2 separate regions of the Mus musculus genome follow, and region 1 is linked to region 2. The links are chromatin contacts, called in public HiChIP or PLAC-seq maps. All regions are on one chromosome and are shown on one strand. The core of a region is the stretch at or near the end of the contact, and the rest is flanking DNA. Distances in the headings are between cores, read along the strand shown. Region 1 overlaps Slc4a8 (solute carrier family 4 (anion exchanger), member 8). Region 2 holds the start of Fignl2 (fidgetin-like 2).

What was found. HiChIP or PLAC-seq counts read pairs in DNA pulled down with a chosen protein or histone mark.
Region 1: an H3K27ac HiChIP or PLAC-seq map of embryonic stem cells shows a contact between it and region 2, with 9 times the contacts expected there. The contact joins the enhancer-like site here to the promoter of Fignl2 in region 2. A contact is called at or near these places in 1 of 484 Hi-C or Micro-C datasets (the N1E-115 cell line), 13 of 115 datasets of contacts at active chromatin or transcription factors (craniofacial prominence, embryonic basal ganglia, embryonic forebrain and 5 more) and 5 of 9 other capture datasets (adipose tissue, embryonic stem cells, liver and 2 more).

Annotation. Positions count from the first base shown.
Region 1 is chr15:100,788,997-100,791,701 of GRCm38.p6, forward strand. It overlaps Slc4a8 (solute carrier family 4 (anion exchanger), member 8), which reads left to right. Exons shown (of 25, transcript NM_021530.2): 8 at 14-171; 9 at 839-926; 10 at 1,910-2,056; 11 at 2,601-2,701. Among named protein-coding and RNA genes, the nearest start is that of Gm52175, 25 kb to the left of the region's middle. Within about 2 kb of position 1,430, at least 6 of the 459 cell types and tissues checked have an H3K27ac peak or open chromatin away from gene starts, as enhancers often do. A contact at or near this core is called in embryonic stem cells, where this site is marked.
Region 2 is chr15:101,053,121-101,055,820 of GRCm38.p6, forward strand. Fignl2 (fidgetin-like 2) reads right to left here and starts at 1,279. Exons shown (of 1, transcript NM_001214911.2): 1 at 1-1,279. The coding sequence starts at 1,279.

The DNA of each region.
Region 1 (2,705 bases), core at 180-2,679, 260 kb before region 2:
TGTGCGTTTCTAGGTGGATCTTCACTTCATGAAAAAAATTCCCACGGGGGCAGAGGCCTCCAATGTCCTGGTGGGAGAGGTGGATACGCTGGACCGGCCCATCGTGGCCTTCGTGAGGCTCTCCCCGGCTGTGCTGCTCTCTGGCCTGACGGAAGTGCCCATCCCAACGAGGTAACGTGGGGATAGGCTGAGGGCAGCCTACTCAAAGCAGACTTGTGTGAGTGCTGGCGCTGGAAAGTAGTTATCCCTAAAGTTAGGGTCAGCTGCATGGAGAGACGCGTCAGGATTCCTCGGAGCTGTGGGAGCAGGCGGGCAAGTGACACGGGAGGCCTCAGGCTCTCTCCTAGTCAGAGAGCAGTCTCCAGGGAACCGGCTCTGGGCAGAGGTACTGGTGTCTTTCCATAGCGCTGGTGGGACTTGGCCATAGGTGGTGGCGTGGTAATTCGGAGCTCAGTAACTGTAGCGTTCAGATGCTCCTTCCAGGGCGCTCCTCAGCTTCCTCACCCTGCTCTTCCCTATTTTCTTATTAGAACAATGAATGGGACCTAGATGTAACCCTGGATTTACACAACGCCGTGTTTTGAAAAGACATCCTTCCGGTAGCTAGAAATCGTGTCTATGGTAACTCTAAGAAATGTAGCCAGTTATTGAATAATGTCTCATAAATAGCTCCAAATGGTGTTTGGCCATAACAAGGTGACATCTAGCTACAGGGTAGTTCTTTCCTTGAAGGCACAGGGACAGTGTGTTAGCAGGGAAAGAGCTTTGCTGTTTGGAGAAGGTAAAACGCCAGCCTCTGTCCTTGCTTACAGAGCTCCTTCTTTGTGTGTTCTGGCAGGTTTTTGTTTATCTTACTGGGCCCAGTGGGAAAAGGGCAGCAGTACCATGAGATTGGCAGGTCCATGGCCACCATCATGACGGACGAGGTACATGCCGCCGCTGCCCTCCTCATTCTCTCGTAAATGCTGAGTGCTCACTCTCTCCCAGAAACTGAATGCGTTGTTGGGATAAAATGATGGTTGTCACAGTGTCTGCTGGGAGCAGTTCAAGGACCGTTTCTGAGAGCCAATGAAGAGTGAGGCAAGCCCCCGGGAGGTCTTTCTTGCTGTTCTATCTCTTTGCTTTCCAGCTTCTTACTGTGTAGCCCAGGCTGGCCTCGAACACCCAGTGCTGGGATTGTAAGCATTTAGCACTATGGCCACTTAACTCTCCCCTTTTCAAGGAATTAAAGATGCAGAAAATCAAAGTAGAATGTGTAGACTTTGTGTTTAATGTCACTTGTGAAACCTGAGTTAACCTTCCTGAGACTATGGCTAATTAAATACATTGATGTCATTTGCATAAGGAAATACTTCTATTCCATGGAAACAAGACGAGTCTGCGTAGGGTCAGGACATGCCCTTACATGTCACGTGTAAGCTGTGGCTTGCTGTCCCACACCGTTGCTCTGTGCTGTAGAGTTTCCCTGGTGCACGTCTCAGTGGGCACAGGCAAGCGTGGGCTGTTTGATCTTTGATTCTTTCACAGAAGTGTTCACTAGGGAGCCCTTCTAGATTCAAACACACTCCCAGAATCTCTGTGAATCTTGCCTCTCCAGTGGAGATTGTCTCACTCTCTAGCCCAGGTTGGCCCTCAGCTTGGCAGTCCCCCTCCCCTAGCCTCTGGAGCGGGTGGCTTTACAGGTGTACACCTGCACACCGAGCTTGGGTTCCTCTGAAAACTCCACGTACTTCGATAAGCGCCAAGTTTTATCTCTTAGATACCCACGGCAGGGATAAAAACTGAGAGGCTGTGTCCCTGCTCATTGGAGTGTGTGTGTGTGTGTGTGTGTGTGTGCGCGCGCGCGCGCACGCGTGCCCGTTGGAGGTGAAGGAATTCTGAGACTTCCTAAGTTCTTTCCTCTCTCTAGATTTTTCATGATGTGGCATATAAAGCAAAGGAACGCGATGACCTCCTGGCAGGGATTGACGAGTTCCTGGACCAGGTGACGGTGCTTCCGCCAGGGGAGTGGGACCCATCTATTAGAATTGAGCCACCCAAGAATGTCCCTTCCCAGGTAATGAATGCATGTAAGATAGTGGTGGCTGCTGTCGGGGGGCTCCTGAAAGTCAGAATAGGAGCAACAAGCTAAGCCACAGTAGCATAGGCCCGCTCAGGTGTGCTGGGGAGGACAGAGGGGGAGGGGGAGGGTCAGATGGTTCCCTGTCAGACTGGACTGGACCAGAGCTCCTGTGTGTGCTAGGCTGAGGCTGGGCATTTTACCCACGGGAATTTGCTCTTCCGAGGCGCTCCCCTCCCCCGGGCGCTCTGACCTCTAGTTTACAGGAGAATTAACTGACCTTCTAGGGCAAGATTTTAAAGGAGGTTACATCGAAGCACACTGGAAACTGCAATTTAGGTCAGATTCTGTTGGGGGAGTCGTTTGGTTTATATAAATACATACATCTCTCCCCCCCCCCCCCGAAGTCACCTGTGTCAAATCCACAAATCTATTTGGAAATCACAAACATTTTAATGTTGTTCTGGCTTTTGTGTTATCCTGTTGCCACCAAGGACAAAGAGGGGCTGACTGGACTCATTTTATTTCCTTTTGTCAAAAGGAAAAAAGGAAAATGCCCGGTGTTCCAAACGGAAACGTTTGCCACATAGAACCAGAGCCACATGGGGGGCACAGTGGGCCAGAACTGGAGCGGACTGGGCGGTAA
Region 2 (2,700 bases), core at 29-2,528:
CGAAGAACAGCACGGTCCGCGGCGGGAGCGCGCTGCCGGGACAGGCGGGCGGCCTCAGCAAGGGCCAAAGCAGCTCCTCCTCTAGGGCCGCCTTGAGCGCGCCCTGGCCCGCCACATCCGCCCACTGCACTGGGGGCCCGCAGTCTACCATCTTGCTGCTCACCAGCTCCAGCGCCCCCGGGTCCACGCCCTTGGCGGGCTCCCCCGACGGCTCCGCGAAGCCTCCGTGGGCGGCCGGGACCCGCTCCGGGAACTTGTCAAAGGGCTCGAGCTGCGGCGCGTAGGCGGGGGAGCCCAGGACCTTGAGAGGGCCGCCGCCGCCGTACTTGCCGGTCCCATCCTCCGTCGCCCCGGGTGGCTTCGAACGGAACCCGTTGCCCCGACACTCGGTGTCGTCCGCGGCGGGGTAGGAGGCGCCGTCGGCCGCGGGGGCCTTGGCCGGCTCGTAAGCGTACTTGCGGTAGCGGGCTTCCGCGCCCTCGTCCACCGCCTTGCGCTTCAGCGACACGCCCTCGGCGGCCGCGGGGAAGCCGTAGGGCGCGGGCCGGGGTGGCGCGGGCGCGGGCAGGGGCGTGGGCGCCGCCAGCCCGGAGGGCAAGTAGGGCGCGGGCGGCGCGGCGGGCGGCGGGAGCGCCCCGTAGCCGGGCTGCGCCGCGTAGCCGGCCGCCGGGTAGTTGTAGAGCGGCGCCGAGGGGCCGTAGCCGGGCGGCGGCGCTGGCTGCAGCAGCGCGGGCGGGGGCGGCGGGGCGAGCGCGGCGCTCGTTTGCGCGCAGTAGCCGGACGCCAGGTACCCGCCTCCGTAGCCCGCCGCGTACTCAGTGGCCGCCGACGGTCCCCCGCACGCGTTGCCCGTGTACAGCGGCTCAGTCAGGTTGCCAGCTACTACCGGGGAGCCCCCGAGGCCGGCGGAGCCACCCGCGCCAGCCGCCTTGGCTCCCGGGAGGCCTTCGTGGAGCGAGGCTAGAGGGTAAGGTGGCTCTGGCCCGGGCCAGGGCTCCGGGTCCCCTTTGGCACCGTTGAGGAAGGCGGCGTCACCGTAGCTGCCCAGGCCCGGGCGCTCGTAGTCCAGGACTCCGGAGTACTTCTCGGCGTAGCGCTTGAGGAGGTTGGAGGCTGTGAGGGCGGAAATGTCGTCGTGTGCCCAAGCGTAGTGGCAGCGCTGGCGACCCCCTGGAGGCAACTCCAACTTGTGAGCCGGCGACGGAGTGGTGGAGGAGACGTCCAGGTGCTGCTCTGGCCACTGGTTTAGGGGCTGGGCGTGTTCCGGTGTCCAGTGCATCTTCAACAGAGCTGCAGGCGAGAAGAACAGCGGCTGGTCAGCTCCTGCAGTGGCTCTAGGGACCCACTGACAGCTTGGTTAGCCAATGACAGGCTACCCGAGACCCTTTAGACCTAGAGTTAGTTTTTTAAAATAGTTTGCTGTACTCCAAGAGGAATGCAGAAATGCCATAGTAAACCTTCACTCCCGGCAAGTTACCCTGACCACACCGGCTATGCCCCTCCATGGACCAGATCGAGGGAAGGGCCAGACCATGTGAGGCTCACCCGTAGCAGACACTTGCTGTTCGCTCACTATGGGCCAGCCACTGCAGCGTATCAAGGTTTGTAAAGATTAGTGCAGCCTGTCCAGAGCTGCTGGATATGAGGCCCAACAGGTTGACATCCTACTCTGTCCACCTTGGCGTTCCCTTGAGATTCAAAGGTCCACCATAGGCCCTGGGATGTGAGCGTACCCATCAGCCCTGGAAACCACAGTGGCTAGCCCAGCAACCTTATTTCCTTGCGGTTTGATTTCTTCCGGCCTTTGGCTAAAGCTCAATCTTCAGGTCATACCCCTCCCCGCCCCAACCCACTCAAATTTATATTATGATTCGTAACAGTAGCCAAATTAGAGTTATGGAGTAGCAACAAAAATAATTTTGTGGTTGAGAATTACCATAACATGAGCAACTATATTTAAGGTTGCAGCATTAGGAAGATTGAGAACCACTGGCCTAAAGAAACTAGAACCTGGGAGCTGGAGAGATGGCTCAGTGGGTAAGAGCACCGACTGCTCTTCCAGAGGTCCTGAGTTCAATTCCCAGCAACCACATGGTGGTTCACAACTGTCTGTAATGGGGACTGGTGCCCTTTTCTAGTGTGTCTGAAGACAGCTACAGTGTACTCATACACATTAAATAAATAATAAATAATTTAAAACAAAAAACTAGAACCTGACCGAATGCTGTTTGTTTGCCTGCTACCTGCTCCATCCAAAATGACTCTTATCACCTTACAAACATTATTTGGGATGAACAGATGGTGTGCTGAGGTATGTGAGATAGTACGAGCATGCAGATCATGTCAAGTGCATCACAGGGCTGGTAAAGTACCTGCCTCATCTCATGCTCGGGGACCCGGGTTCTATCACCCGAGGGGTTAAAGATGAACCCTACTTTGTTCTGAGCTCCCCAGTCACCAAATGAAGAGGGAGCTGTGGTCAGACTCATTTCACAAAACACCCTTACTCAAAGGGAGCAAAACTATTTGTGGTGTGGGGATCCTAGAGCCAATCTGTGAGATACCACCTCTGGACCATGAAGAGGGTAAATGTTCCCAGGCTGGTCCTACACCCTCCTCTAGCACCCATCAAGGCACCAGTCCTGAACCAATAAGAGATACAGGGCCCAAGAAATAGAACCATGTAGGCACCTGCCTCCA